Regions from separate parts of the Sus scrofa genome. Here all the other regions are linked to region 1. A link is a contact called in public Hi-C and HiChIP or PLAC-seq data. All regions are on one chromosome and are shown on one strand. The core of a region is the stretch at or near the end of the contact, and the rest is flanking DNA. Distances in the headings are between cores, read along the strand shown.

What was found. A called contact is a pair of places that touch in the nucleus more often than the background predicts. HiChIP or PLAC-seq counts read pairs in DNA pulled down with a chosen protein or histone mark.
Region 2: a contact with region 1 is called in a Hi-C map of retroperitoneal adipose tissue, with 2.6 times the contacts expected there. The contact joins two enhancer-like sites. A contact is called at or near these places in 3 of 5 promoter capture datasets (fetal liver, fetal skeletal muscle and liver), 25 of 47 Hi-C or Micro-C datasets (alveolar macrophages, brain, embryonic fibroblasts and 14 more) and 2 of 2 datasets of contacts at active chromatin or transcription factors (alveolar macrophages and skeletal muscle).
Region 3: an H3K27ac HiChIP or PLAC-seq map of skeletal muscle shows a contact between it and region 1. The contact joins the promoter of ARHGEF10L here to the enhancer-like site in region 1. A contact is called at or near these places in 3 of 5 promoter capture datasets (fetal liver, fetal skeletal muscle and liver), 24 of 47 Hi-C or Micro-C datasets (alveolar macrophages, embryonic fibroblasts, epiblast stem cells and 13 more) and 2 of 2 datasets of contacts at active chromatin or transcription factors (alveolar macrophages and skeletal muscle).

Annotation. Positions count from the first base shown.
Region 1 is chr6:76,139,336-76,144,416 of Sscrofa11.1, reverse strand. ARHGEF10L (rho guanine nucleotide exchange factor 10-like protein) reads right to left here. Exons shown (of 27, transcript XM_021095452.1): 5 at 4,605-4,696; 6 at 2,827-2,910. Among named protein-coding and RNA genes, the nearest start is that of ARHGEF10L, 78 kb to the right of the region's middle. Within about 2 kb of position 2,721, at least 50 of the 83 cell types and tissues checked have an H3K27ac peak or open chromatin away from gene starts, as enhancers often do. A contact at or near this core is called in alveolar macrophages, embryonic fibroblasts, fetal liver and 5 more, where this site is marked.
Region 2 is chr6:76,042,053-76,047,133 of Sscrofa11.1, reverse strand. No RefSeq gene overlaps it. Among named protein-coding and RNA genes, the nearest start is that of ARHGEF10L, 20 kb to the left of the region's middle. Within about 2 kb of position 2,828, at least 1 of the 83 cell types and tissues checked has an H3K27ac peak or open chromatin away from gene starts, as enhancers often do. A contact at or near this core is called in retroperitoneal adipose tissue, where this site is marked.
Region 3 is chr6:76,061,085-76,066,165 of Sscrofa11.1, reverse strand. It overlaps ARHGEF10L (rho guanine nucleotide exchange factor 10-like protein), which reads right to left and starts at 1,954. Exons shown (of 27, transcript XM_021095452.1): 1 at 1,698-1,954.

The DNA of each region.
Region 1 (5,081 bases), core at 1,472-3,971:
CACGAAGGTGAAAATGCTTTTTTGTCAACACAGAAGAAATACGGCACTGGGAAGGATTTAAGAAAAAAAAATCTGCTCAGAAACCACACATGCTGAAGAGCAGAGAGCTGTGGTCAATCAGAGGCCTCTCTGCAAAATGGGGATGATAACAAGCCGAAAGGTGGAGTTAGATAAAATATACTTTAGCAAGGAGCCTGGCACATGGCAGGCGCTCAGCAAAGAGCAACTGATCCTGACTCGCGGGGGCTCTGGGTGGGCTCGGGTATCTCCACGCTGACCCAAAGCCTCCCCCTCCCCCGCACAGGAAGCTGGGTAGGGGAGAGGTCTGGGAAGATTGTCAGCCAAAGAGCAAAACAGACACACGGGGCTTAGCTGAAGGCTTGGATCCCAGAATTAGGAGGGAGCCCGAGGTTATTTTTAAGCAAAAGATGATACTGACTAACGTCTCCAGGGAACAGAGCAGCTGGTGACCAAGCTGTAACCTTTATAAGGCTGGGCTGATTGTCCTATGCCTGCAGCGGAGGCCCCGTGACCCAGGAGCCCAGTTTGGGGCTGCCCCCGAGGAAGAACCACACTACAAGCAGCATCTGCTTCTCCCGGCTTCCAAGGGGCATTGGCCCCGCCCACCCACATCTACATGCCGGATTCTCCCAGCAGCCCTCTGGGGCCAGCAGGGTGCAAATCATCACCCTCTCCTATTAGTCAAATGAGGAAACGATGCCCAGGGAAGACAGGTGTTGGCCCAAGGTCAGGCAGTGAGCAGGGAGGGGGCTCCATCCATTGTCTTCGATGAAGGCTCCACCATGCTCCTGATCCCCCGGGCTCCTCTCTCCAGTGGAGACAGGGTCACAGATTCCTGAGTCGGTGCCAACTCTTCAGCTTTCTTGGGCCTCAGAGCAGTCTGGTCCCTGCCCTCTGCCTCCCCTGCCTCCTGGGGGCCTGGCGCTTCCCTAATGCTCAAGATCACGGCCCCCTTTCAAAGCTCTTACCATCGCCCGCCCATGCTCTACATCAGTCATCTCCTGGCGTCCTCACAACCCCCAAGGAGAAAGCTATTATTGCCCAATTGGGCAGATGCCTTGACTGAGGCCTGAGGGATTAAGCAGAAGTCCTCTGGTGCAATCCTCCCCAAAGGCCTATGAGGTCAGAATGATAATCTGATTCCACATGAAGAAACCGAGGCCCAAAGCACAGAGAATCAGCAGCAGCCAGGATTTGAACCCAGGGCTGTGTGTGTCCACTGGCCCATGCTGCCTGCATCTCGGCGGAAAACCTCGTCACAGGCTGCACAGGTCAGTGCTGGGCCCCGGCAGGTATGACACTCCTAACAACAGCATCCTTGTGCCGTGCACCTGCTGAGGGCCGGCCACAGCCTCTGGGACCCAATCCTCCCACAGCTCTGAGAGTGGGGGGTCCTGGGGCAGGGGTTCTGGTCCTCAAATTGTAGGTGCAGAGCTGGCTCCCAGACCACCTGCTCTTGTCTGCCTCAGAGTAAACTGCAGGACATGCCAGACCCCACATCCTGAGGACACGATGGTGCCCAGTGCAGACTGTGGCCAAGTCTTCAGTGGTTGATTTGATTCAGATGGGAGAACAGCCCAAATGGGTCAAATGACAGCCTCAGGCTGCTCAGATCTACCAGCTCTGGGACCTGCATACAGCCGCCCGTTCCCACTCTCCTGGATTTGCATGAGCTACAAGCAGGAACAGGCCCAGGTCCATTCGGGGCTTGCCAGATAGATGCGTGTATCACTGGCCCACCACCCCTGTTCCTGGAACAGACATCAGGAGTGTCCCTCTGTGGGCCCTCAGATGGAGTCGTGTTGTCTGTGTGTCTCTCCCATTGGATTATACGCTGCCCCAGGATGGTCCTGGTCGCCCCTGTCAGACTGAGAACTCCTCAAAGGCAGGGGATGTTTCCTCTTCTAGATGGGGAGCCCCTAAAGGCAGGCAGAATAGTAGGAAAAGCAGAGTCAGGCAAATGTCTATTCCAGTTCTGGCTGTGTGATGTGGGGCTGGTGGCTTAACCTCTCTGATGTGACTGTCACCTGGAGCCATAAACCCTGCCCCATCACGGGGTCACTGAATAGGGGGAGCAAATGTGCTTCATCCATCATAAAATGCCACCCAAGTCCTTTGGGGGGTAGGGCACAGAGCATTGGACTTGGATTCAGAATGACCCAGATTGGAATCCCCCCTCTACAGTTTCCTCCTCTCAAGAATAAGGAAGTAAGACTCTAAGCGAAGTTTGGGGACAAAACATGAAGAGCAGCTGGCATAAGGTGTTCCAGCAAAGATGGCTCTGGCTGTGAAGGGACATGAACTAGCCCTCCTCCCTGGAGAGTCCCCCCTCCAGCCAGGTGAGTATGTGGGGCCCAGTTCCGGCAGGACTCACCCTCCCCGGCTCTGTTCCCCTCTGTGGCCACCACCTCCCCGCCCTCCCTGCTCACCGCGGGCCTCGCCCCAGAGCAGGGCCCAGGCCTCACCGGTCAGCTTTAATAAACTGTCCTTCTCAACAGCTCTGGGGCTCTTAAACCATTTTCAGGAGGAATGGAGACGGAGACGTGAAAGAGTGGCCTGGGGACCCACAGCCCAGGGTGCCCCTGCCCTGGACGCCCTAACCCCTCCCCAGCCCCAGCCCGGCCCCGCCCTCCGCGGTCTCCCGACGCTCCCGGGAAGAGCGCAGGGGTTTTTTAAAGCAAGAAGGCGGGGCCATGGACTGGGTGGGGCCACGGAAGACGCGCAAGGAAAGACCCTCCCCCGGCCCCGCCCCCCCGCCCCCCGGTCCGTCGGGAGAGAAACAAGGACGCCCGAAGGAGACTTTACCGGATTGATGAGCGTCCAGGTTCTCGCAGGGGACGTCGTCGTAAATCACATCTTCCTCCAGGGCGGGGAAAGTAAACCTCTCGACTGGGAGAGAAGGGAGAGGAGGAGAGCTCGAGCCCGGCTCTGGCGGCCCAGGCGGGAGGCGGCAGCCGGAGTGACACCAGGACTGCACCAGCTGGCGGCTCCCTCCCGCCCGCATCCCCGCGGCTCAGCTGGGCCAGCATCCTGCAGCCCAGCCCCTGGGGAGCCCCGGCCTGCCACTGCGCTCAGAGGACCGGGTTCCGCTGCCTCTTCTCGCCCTCCAGCCCCTCCAAGGCGCCCTCCCAGTGACCGAAGCACACTCCATCCGCCTCCCGGCCACCCGCAGGCCGGCCCATCTGGCCGATGGCACTTGCAGGGAGCATGAAGCAGACCCAGCATTTGTGCCCTGGGGCCCGGAAGCCTCTTCTATTGCCCAGGCCCCCACGACTACCCCAGAAGGAGCCAGCTCCTACCCACCCAGAGGTGGGGGAGGGCAAGATGGCTGTAGGGAGTACAGGAAATGTCCCGGTGTAGGGAAAAGGATTTGGAGAGTGGGGTGAAGGGGTGTCCCACAGAACTCAGCCAGCGGGGTCCTGATTGGTGAAACATTCAGCAAATGAGCACATGGCTCCCCTATCATTTTGCTGGGCAGGCTAGGAGCAGGGCAGAGCTCACAGCCTGCCCCTGTTAGCAGCTCCAGGGATGGAACATTTAATGAGCTGTTCCCCCCCCCCCCCGCTCCGAAATTGTGCACCCAATCTCTGCCCCCTTTAGGGGCATGGAGCCCCTGCAGAGGTAGGGTTTGGAAAAGCAGTCCCCACCCTCAATGGGAGTCTGTCCTCACCTGCATAGGACCAGACTCTGAAGTCCCCACTGTCCTAATTGCATTGCTTCCTACGGTCCCAGGGCCCCCAGAGCCCAGTCAGATCTCCTCACCTGCCCACCCCACCCCTCCATGGATTCTGCCTCCCACACGGCTCTGAAACCTGCCCATCTCACTCCAGGTCCCTGGCTCCAGCCATCAGCCTCCCTCTCCTGGTCAGCCTCCAGCCCACCCACCTGTCTCAGAGCATCACCCCATCCCACAGTGACAGGACTGAAATGCACACATGGCCGCATGGCGCTCTCATGGCTTCCTAGGGCCTCTCGTGACTCCCTTTTGCCTTCAGGAAAGTGCAGCCTCCAAGGCCCCCCACACCCCAGGAGGAGCTGGGGAGAAGGCAGCCTCGCCTGGCCTGCTCACCCCTTGGGCCCTCCCTCCACCGCGCCCAGGTTGGCTGCTTCCCATGTGCCCGGCATCCCCTCGCCCTCGGGCTCCAGCACAGGCTCCCCCTCAGCCTGGCCACACTCACCCTGACCCCTGCTCCTTCACTCTCTGCCTTCAGGACTCCTGGGCTCTCCTAATCCCCCCCAACCCAGCACCTGTGGTATCTGCCTGCCTGTGTGTCTGGTTTAGCTCCCAGAGGGACCCCATCTTGGTCACCAGGGTACACCCACCACCAGATCACCTTCGGAAGTACTGAGGGGACAGAGGAACAGCTGAATGCATGACCTACTCCTGGGCCACAGATCTCATCAAGTGACAAAGGGGGCCACTCTCAAGGGTGGGCAATGGCCGAGTCACCTCATAGCAGCCACCAAGCCCACAGCAGCCATGCAACAAGGACGAGCCCTTGGCTTGCATGAGCCCCCATCAGCTCTGGGCCCCATCCTGGCACCACCCTCCTGGGGCTGAGACCTGGGGTCTGGGCACTCACTGCGACGGGAGCTCTTCCGCCTCCAGCTGGAGCGATGGACCCCGGAGAAAGCTGCATCCACGGCCTCCCCATTGCTCAGCACAACTGGCGCCCTGTGGGCCAAGAAACGGGCCCAGTGAGCAGGGAGGACAGGACAGCTGATGCCTTGAAGCCACAGGCAGCCCCTCACCAGGTGACAGGGCCACTGGTCCCTGAGGCCATGGGTCAGAGGGCTGAGGAGGCCACGTCTGGGCTGGCCTTGGACAAGCCTCTTCTCTCTCGGTTCCCTCACCTTTAGAAGAGGCTGTAAGGCCAGCCTGCTGCTTTACACGCGCATAAAGGTCAAACGTATTCTCAGGGGCTCCCCAGGCAAGGGCACCCCTTCTCCAGAGCAGACTCAGCGGGACTCGCCATCTCCCCATTATCCCATGTGCAAAATGGAGGCCAGGGCTGGGGGTTCCTGCCTGAGAAACAGGCCATAGAGCCTCACAAGACCAT
Region 2 (5,081 bases), core at 1,579-4,078, 97 kb after region 1:
GGCTGTGGTGTAGGCCAGCAGCTACAGCTCTTATTCGACCCTTAGCCTGGGAACCTCCGTATGCCGTGGGAGCGGCCCTACAAAAGGCAAAGAGACAAAAAAATAAAAATAAATAAAAAATAATAATAATGGTGTGCCAAAAAAATCTTAAACCCGCTTATGACTCTAACAATAATATAATTCCTAGGGCCTGGGATCTGGTAGTCATTCAACAAACATGCAGTTGGCAAGGCAGGATTGTACCACTTATAAGGAAATATAGAGTGTGCCCGCTCACAGTAAGTGCTAGAGGGAAAATAAAGCAGGGAAGGGGACATGCGGGAGTGCCTCCCGGCAAAGGTGACCTCTGAGCAGAGACCTGAGAGGGACAAGGTCTGAAAAGCTCCGGGTTGTCTGGGGACAGCATGTTCCAGGCAAGCGGGACCACGGAGCAAAAGCACTGAAGACAGGGCTTTATCCAGCTCCGAGCACAGCAAGGAGGCCATGTGGCTGGACCAGAGTGAGCCAGGCAGAAGGAAGAAAGGAGACAGGAGGAGTGTAGGGAAAATTCTGAAAGATTTTGAAATTGCAGTAGGTGTTCCAACCTGCAGCCACCCTCCACCTTTCTTAGTCTTGAAGGTAACTTACAGCTCAGGAAACTGTAGAAAATGGATAGTGATGCAAATAATCCGGGAGTTCCCGTCGTGGCGCAGTGGTTAACGAATCCGACTAGGAACCATGAGGTTTCGGGTTCGATCCCTGCCCTTGCTCAGTGGGTTAACGATCTGGCGTTGCCGTGAGCTGTGGTGTAGGTTGCAGACGCGGCTCGGATCCCACGTTGCTGTGGCTCTGGCGTAGGCCGGTGGCTACAGCTCCGATTCGACCCCTAGCCTGGGAACCTCCATATGCCGCGGGAGCGGCCCAAGAAATAGCAACAACAACAACAACAACAACAAAACAACAACAAAAAAGACAAAAGACAAAAAAAAATAAAAATAAAAAAAATAATCCTTCCATTAAAATGTAAATTGTGTCCTGGGAATACAGGTGATTTAAAGGTTCATCTCAGCGTTCCTGTCGTGGCTCAGAGGAAATAAATCTGGCTAGTATCCATGAAGACACAGGTTCGATCCCTGGTCTTGCTCAGTGGGTTAAGGATCCGGTGTTGCCATGAGCTGTGGCGTAGGTCGAAGACGTGCCTCGGATCCCACATTGCTGTGGCTGTGGCTGCAGCGTAGGCCGGTAGCTGTGTGGCTGTAGCTCCAATTCGACCCCTAGCATGGGAACCCGCATATACCTCGAGTGCAGCCCTAAAAAAGACAAAATAAAGAAATAAAAAGAAAGGTTCATCTCACTAATAGAGACTGGCTGAGAGCAGCTTGGGTGGCATTTAACTCACTGGTTTTGCCTGTTTGGTAACATTGGGTGGAGGGAGGGAGGGGTGAGATGGAAGGAAGGAGGGAGGGAGGGAAGATGGAAGGAGAGGAGTTGAGAGAGGATCTGGTTTTTTCAGATCTTCAAATCCAGGACTCTAATCAGAACCCCAAGAAGAAACGAGCTTCAAATCCCTCAGCCCCAGGTGGTCAATTACTCGGTGGGTCTGGCTCGCTTTCTCAGTCCCTATTAGTCAAGCGAGAACTAACTTGTTATTTTCTTTTTGGTACTTGTTCAAAGCAGCTCCCACTCTTCCTCCGGCCATTGCGCCATCTGCAAAGCTGGGTGTGATTTCCAACTCCCAACCCCATTCCAACATAACTTTATAGATTTGTTTATCAGGGGCTTGCAGGGGGCTGGGTGGGTACAGTGCACTGGCACTGCAATAAAGGACACGGAGCTGTCAACCCTTTCTTGAAATCTACCGCGTGTATGCGTGTGTGCACGAGCGCGTGTACCCATGCATGCATTTCTTTCATCTCCCCCATTTTTAAGAAAACATCAAACTTTCTAAGAACAGTGGAGCCAGTTCAGCACGAGCAGGAAGTCATGAATGACCTCTCGGGCTTCCTTCTAACCCTTTGATTCTTCTCCTTTTTAGAAAGAGGCACAAGCTCCGAGCACTGCTTGCACAGCATAATTGCCAGACAGGAATCTGCGCTCATGAATTCATCTACCACTGGCTGGGCAATCCTTGTATTTGGTTTTGGTTTTGCAGTTTTCACCATCACAAAGCTATTAGGAAACTCTGGTTGCCATCATGTTCATCATTATTCAGAGTTTAAAAGGAGAATGTGGAGTTCCTGTTGTGGCTCAGCGGGTTGAGAACCCAACATAGGATCCATGAGGATGCAGGTTCAATCTTTGGCCTTGCTCAGGGGGTTAAGAATTCAATGTTGCCGAAGGCTGCGTGATGTGGGTTGCAGATTCGGCTCAGATTCCATGTTGCCGTGGCTGTGGTGTAGGTCAGCAGCTGCAGCTCCGATCCAAGCCCCTAGCCTGGGAACGTCCTGAGAATGAATGATTAATTAATTAATTAAAATGGAGAATTTTGGAGTTCCCATCGTGGTTCAGTGGTTGACAAATCCAACTAGGAACCATGAGGTTGCAGGTTCGATCCCTGCCCTTGCTCAGTGGGTTAAGGATCCGGCGTTGCCGTGAGCTGTGGTGTAGGTTGCAGACGCGGCTCGGATCCCGAATTGCTGTGGATCTGGCGTAGGCCAGTGGCTACAGCTCCGATTGGACCCCTAGCCTAGGAACCGCCCTATGTCACAGGTGCGGCCCTAGAAAAAGACCCAAAAAAAAAAAAAAAATGGAGAATTTGCATGTGTTTGGCAGACCAATTACAGACGACGCAGTCTCCTGGGCACCTCTCATCTCTAGGTGCATTTGATCATCACAACTCAGAGAGGTTCAGTGACTCGCCTGAAGCCACACAGCCATCTAGATCTGGGCCAGGATCAGAACTTCCTAACTCCCCCTTCAACCCCTTTCCTCGGTGGAATCAGCTCCTTCTTCGCTAATCAAGACATCACTCACATGTCATCACCTTTCACTGGACTGAGGAAACCTGGCAATTCTCTGACTTGTTTCCCCACCACCACCACCCCAGGATAGTTTATAACAATGAAGAAAACAGTCACTGAGGCCCCCGCCAGATATAAAACACGTGGCTGTAAAGTGGGCTTCAGTGTAATGATCAAAGTGGTACATCTGGTTCTGGTCGCCTCTCCTGGAGGGGCCCTGCTCCAGCCCCCTTCCTGCTACCACAGCTGAAAATAATTCTTTCCAGGAACTGGGTAATTCTCAACCAGGGGAGGAGACTTTGCTCCCAGGAAACATCTGGCAATGTCTGGAGACCGGTTGTCATAACTGAGAGGCGATGCCCTTGGCATCTGGTGGGTGGAGTCCAGGGAGGCTGCTAAACGTCTCCAGTGCACAGGATGGCGTGGCAAAGACTTTCCAGGGCTGCAAATAGCAATAATGCCTGAAAAACCCCTGCATTAGCCCAAGGCACACAAGTCAGGGCTATTTACAAACCCAGGAAAGATAACGATTCTCAAGAGCTAAGTGGGGAGGGAAATTTTTGAGCTAAGAGAATGGTGCTGGAGTTCTCCTTGTGGCTCAGTGGTTAGCCAACCCAACTAGCATCCATAAGGATGCAGGTTCAATTCCTGGCTCACTCAGTGGGTTAAGGATACAGCATTGCCATAGTGTAGGTCACAGATGCAGCTCGGATCTGGCATTGCGGTGGCTACGGTGCAGGCCAGCAGCTACAGTTCCGATTGGACCCCTAGCCTGGGAACCTCCATATGCTGCAGGCGGGGCCCTAAAAAAAAAAAAAAAAAAAGAATGTGTGTGTGTATATATATATATGTATGTATAACTGGATCACTATGCTGTACAGCAGAATTTGACATAACACTGTAAATCGACTCTACTGTCATAAAAGCAAAATAAAAATTTTTTAAAGGGGGGAAGGGGTAGGGGAGGATAAATTAGGAGTTTGGGATTAGCAAATACAAACTACTGTATATAAAATAGATAAAATAGATAAACAACAAGGACCTACATTCAATATTTTTTTAATAAACTGTAGTGGAAAAGAATATATATATGTATAACTGTACCCGTTTGCTGTCTACTAGAAGCTAAGACAACATTGTAAATTAACTGCACTTCAATTAAAAAAACCAGGAGTTCCCTGGTGGTTCAGCAGGTTAACGATCTAGCATTGTCACTGCTGTCACTCACGTCACTGCTGTGGGCAGAGCTTGATCCCTGGCCCAAGAACTTCCATGTGCCATGGGCATGCCCCCCCAAAAAAAAAGTTTAAAAAAATTGTTCAAAATCAGCTGCATGTTGTACAATTTAGCTCCATCCTGACACTGTCTACCTGCTGTTCACATCAGATCAAGTTCAGGGCTCAGTCCCAAAAAACTGCTCACCCACACTTCAGACACTAAATGAAGTTCAGGTTGTTACCTGTGCTCCAGACCCACAGGCATAGATCAAAGGTTCCCATGCCCCGCTCCTTACATTTGATTAATTGGCTAGAATGGCTCACAGAACTCGGGAAAAAGTTCACTTACTAGACCACTGATTTATCATAAAAAGGATACCACTCAGGAACAGCCCTCAGGAAGAGATGCAGAAAGCGGCGTTCCCTTCATGGCTCCGCGGTTAATGAACCCCGCTAGCATCCGTGAGGACGCAGGTTCAATCCTGGCCTCACTCAGTGGGTTAAGGATCCAGCATTGCCGTGCGCTATGGAGTAGGTCGCAGATGCGGCTGGGATCCCGCGTTGCTGTGGCTGTGGTATAGGCCACCAGCTGCAGCCCCAATTCGACCCCTAGCCTGGGAAATATGCAGAAAGCCACATATGTAAGGAAGGGGCACCAGGTTTCCAGCACTTCCCAGGGTTCACTGACCCAGAAGCGCTCCAAACTCTGTGATGGAGACTCTGTTACATTGGCATGATTCATTAAACCATCGGCCATTGGTGGCAAACTCTATCTCCAGCACCGCCCCCCTCCTGGAGGTAGAGGGAAGCTGAGGGGCGGGGCTAAAGGTTCCAACCTTCCAATTTTGGGTGGTGTCCCAGGCGACCAGTCCCCATCCTTAGGGGTTTTCCAAGTCACCTGATGAACATAAATTCAGGGGTGGCT
Region 3 (5,081 bases), core at 705-3,204, 77 kb after region 1:
CTTAACCCACTGAGTGAGGCCAGGGATGAAATGAACTCACATCCTCACAGAGACTACGTCAGGTCCTTAACCTACTGAGTCACAACAGGAACTCCCTGGGTACCTCTTGCCCACGTATCATCCTGCGGAGGGAGCCCAGGAAAGAGCCCAGGGGTTCTTCTCAGCCTCTGGGTGGTGGGAATGTGAATGAGGCTAGACCAGTCACCCCCTGAAGACTCCAAAATCCCAGTAACTGAGGACACCCAACTGGGAGGGCTGGTGGCATTATTCCCAGAGGAGCTGAGCCCTTGAGAGGATGGAAGAGAGGCCCCTGAATGAACCTCAGGGGACCCTGAGGAGGCAGCCTCACTCAGACATCTCTGTCCCAGAGGTCCCAGGAGCCTCTGGAGGAAATGCCACAGGGAGGAGGGGCCGGCCTGGTGCAGCGAACACTGTTAGGAGCCAAGAGGGAGGGTCTGACCCTCTGCCATCTCTTAGCTGTGTGACCTCAAGTAAGTTCCCTCACCTCTCTGAGCCATGGCCCTCCCCCTGGGAGGTCAACCAGAGGGACACACAATGGCCCAAGGTCCCCCTGACAACCTCAGCCTCACCAGGCCCAGCAGGACCCCCCCGAGCCCTGGAAGCCTCATCATTCTGGCCCTGCAACAGCAACCAAGCGACAGAACTCAGGGCTCCACTGGGCTCTAGACCCAGGCTTGCCCAGCTTCAAATCTCAGGTCCCCTTTCTTCAAGCTGTGACATCTCGAGTAAGTTACTTAACCTCTCTGTGCCTGCTTCCTCAGCTATAGACAAGAACGATAATAATAAAACTTACCTCATGGGGTGCTGGGAGGATTCAGTGGGTTCATACATGTCACATACTAGCTTAGCAAAGCGCCTGGCACAAGGCAAGTGCCCAGCAAGCATGATACCATCCTTCGCCAGACGCTGGCCCCACAAACGAAACTGCTGCCTCCGCAAGCAGTGAGCTCTCCGTCACCGGAGATACTCAAGTCGGGGCTAAATGGCCACCTGTCTGAGACTCACAGCCAGAACAACCGGGGTGACCTTTAAAACGCTTCCAACTCTGAGCCCATGACATCACACCCATGAAACCGTGCGCAGTGTGTTTCTTCTAACGCGGCCAGGATAGGAGGAGGTAAGAGAGGGCTGCCAGGATGGGCTGGGGGCAGAAACAGAGGGGCAGGCGCTAAGGGGCAGGGAAGGAGCACAGGGGGGGAGGGGGTGGGGGGAGCAGCTAGCCCCTCTGGCCTCTGACTCACAGAATGACCTAGAGTTAGTCCCTCTCCCTGGGGCCTCAGTTTTCCCAGCAGTAAAATGATGCCACTGAGCTGGGTGTCCTCTGAGGCCGTATCCAGCTGCAGCTATCAAACTCTGTGACCTTAGAAGGGAGGCGGGCAAAGTTCCCACTGCCACACACCCCTGCCCGGCTCCCTCTGCCTTCCTCACCCCCGCCTTGCCCCGACCTGCTCCGTGAGGGTCAAGGTCATGATCCCCGAGGCTCCCAGCCGAGTTCTCCCGAGTGCCACACAAGGCATTCCGAGCCCCACCACCACCTGGGACAGAGCAGGGTGTCCCCAGGCCCAGAGCCCAAGGGTGTTGACGACAACGAGACCCAGACACACACCCAGAGACCGCCAAAGTGTCCTCCTCCAGCCCAGCAAAGGACAGAGATGGCGAAACACCAAAAGCCTGACCTGGATTCTGTGCCGTCCAACTCCAACCGAGGAAGAAGGGAGCACGGGTGATGCGGGCAGGCCCCCACGGCAGGGAAGGGTCTCGTCTGTCGCAGCGGCTGGCAGAATGGGCAGGAGCCCAGGGGGTCACATCCACTGGCTCCCCTCGCTGGGCGTGCAGTGGGCCCAGGGGTGAGTCACTCACCTGCCAGACCTGCCAGGCGGGCGGGCAGGAGGATGGGAGGAGGCTCCTGGCAGCCCACAAGGAAGGGCTGGACCGAGTCAAGCCAGGCAGGCAGGGCTGGGCCAGGAAGTTGTTTGGGTGAGGAAGGGAGGAGGGGTGTGAACCGGGGAGGGGGGGCTCTAAAAGGGGGCTCGGAGCAGAAGGACTGAGTCGCGACAGCTACCTGCTGGCCCAGGAAAGGGCACAGGGCCTGGGCACAGGGCAGGGTGGGAGGTTCATCCACGAACCAGGAGCCTTGTGACCAGAGAAGGTGGAAAAAAACAACAACAACAACAACCACGACTCTGAAGTTGGAAGCTTTCAGGTTTGCATCCTTGCCCTTTCCGGCTGTGTGGCCTTGTCCCTCCAAGCCTCAGTTTCCCTCTTGTTTAACAGGAGTCATTATTAGAGTACCGACATGATGGGGCTCTTATAAGAATTCAATGAGACTGTGTAGGGATAGGGCGCTGGAATCCCGGTTGCTAGGAGACAGACAATAGGTGGCTCTGATTACAAGGATGCCTTTTTGGGACAGCGGGATGGTACACTGAGGGCTGGCCCTATTGGCATTCTCATTGCTGGTGTTAATCACCCCCACATGTTCGCCAAACATCTGCTGAGCTCATTAAAAGCATGAGGATCTGGACACCAGGAAAAGAAGTCATTTAACCTCAAACACTTACTCTGCCCGAATCACGTGTTCCTGAGATCCCAGGATGAGGTCTCAAAGGAGATCAGCCTCAGCCCTTTAAAGGCTCATTGACAGAGAGTTCCCTGGTGGTCTAGTGTTTAGGACTTGGCACTCTCACCACTACGACCGGGGTTCAATCCCTGGTCTGGGAACTGAGATGCCCCGTCAAACCACTGCACACTGCAGCCCAGACAAAACAATGCTCACAGACAGCCTGAACTTCACACCAAACCTGACCCGACGCTGCTCCACCTTCTGTTATGAGACAGAGGCAATGGAGCCTCGAGGTCTTAGATTGGGGCTCAGCAAACTACCTTGAGCCAAAGCTGGCCCTGCATCTGTTTTTGTAAATAAAGTTTTATTGAAACTTGGGCATGCTCATTTGCTTATTGTCCTTGGCTGCTCTGGAGAGACAAAGGCAAAATTGAGTAATGGCAGACACCAGAGGGTCTGTAAGACCAACAGCATTGGCTGTCTGGCCTTACCGGGAAAGTTCATTGACACCTGCCCCAGCGGATGATGATAAGCCTGGGTTTTGGCTTCTGCATGTTTATCCACTAAAAATCTCTTCATGAATAGCTTCATATAAGCCTCACAAAAAGTCTCCCCCTTTTACAGAGAAGGAAGGTCAGGCTTTTGAGAGATCAGTAACTTGCCCAAGATCACAGAGGGCCGTGGATGGGTTTTGTTTTTGTTTTACTGTCCCGCTGTTGGGGAGATGGCCCAGATCATCAGTGTCAGAAAATGAGACACATGGACAAGGGGAGATCTTGACAAGACTCTTTACTTCTACAGGGGGGCGTGGGTGCTCAAAAAGCACGCAAAAAAGAAAAGACCCTCCCGATGTATCCCTAACACAGGTGATGTACCTGTCCCCTTCCCATGCGTCAGGTCAGGGCACACCTTCTTCCCAGTTGGCTAATTGAAACAAACTGTTGCTGAGAGAAGAGGGAAAGAGGAGGGGGTCACAGGAGGGCGTTTCAGCTGAAACCAGAGCAAAACAGAGTCACCAAGATTTCCTTTGATAGAAAAGACATTACGTCACTTCTCACACCACCTGCGGCATATGGAGGTTCCCAGGCCAGGGGTCAAATCAGAGTTGCAGTGAAGCCTACACCACAGCCACAGCAACGCTGGATCCCAGCCATATCTGTGACCTACACCACAGCTTGCAGCAACCCCAGATCCTTAACCTCTTGTGCAAGGCCAGAGATTGAATCTGCATCCTCATGGATACCAGTCGGGTTCTTAACCTGCTGAGCCATAGAGGGAACTCCTAGATGGGTATTTTGAATCAAAGGCTGAGGGACACTGGGGCCTTTGGAGAGCCTGGGGCACAAGGAGCTCGGCAGACCCTAGCAGGGCTGGAAGTTTTGCCCCACGGGAGAAAGTAACCCCAGGCTGGGTTCCCTGGGTTCCCACCCAGGAAGCTGCCAAGCCCTGGACGAGAGGCAGGTGGCCCCAGTCTGAGTCCTAGCTCCACAGGGAGGTGACGAGGATCACGAAGAATTTAAGCACCTGGAAAAGCACTGGGCTGCCAGGAAACCCCTCTGTCATCGCTAGAGCTTCGCTGCCATTACTATCAGGGCTTAAAGTGTGAGCAAGAGGAAGCCAGGAGAAGTAGCCCGTCCACCTGCAGAATGGCAGGAGGGGAGGGCTCTTCCTTCAAGCAGGCCTGGCCAGGGTCCAAAGGAATGATTCCTGGGTCCAGGGGCCTTGAGAGGAAAGATGCCATCCACCACCACCTCCCTCACCTCCATTCTAGCATCTTCCCTCAACCCTGGGCCAGGAGAGGCTGCCACTGTTGGGAGGCTGCCTGTTTGTTCCCAGAACCCCACCCAAGAGGACACTGCCTTCTCCCACCCAGAAGGGCTGGCCTGGGCCTTTGGCTCCCAGAAGAGCCGTCACCAAAAGTCATGGTGGGAGAGGCCAGAGTCACTCCCGGTGTTTCTCTTCGGAAACCTGGACCACCAGTCCATCCCCCAACTTCTGAGGGTACACAGGCCTCTAGAATTTCCTCTTCTGTTCTCTGTGGGTCCTCTCTTCTCTGGCCCTTCCCCTCTCTATCCACCCCCAAGACCCGGGGGGCAGAGGAGGGGCTGGATATTCGTTGAGAAAAAGCCATGAGTTCAGGAAAAACTCGATAAACCCACCTCTGTTTCTTTGGTCCAAACTGTGGGTCCCTCCAAGAGATCAGGGGAGGCTTGCTTTCTGCCACCCACACATAACTGGTTGCCTGAGCAACGCTCTGCTAGGTGAGGCAGCAGGGCAGCATTTTGGGAGCTCCTGTGTGCCAGCAGTGACTATGCTTACCCACAGCAACTTATTTATTCGCTGATCCAGTGCCCCGGAGAGCCCCCGTCTCACCAAGGGGGCCCTTTACCCCCAGTCTGCTCCTCCATCTGTGCAGCCCTTAAACACTTACATGCTGAGCTTGCCACTAACTGAGGCTAAACTTGGATGCTGTAAAGACAGAATCTTGGAGTTCCCT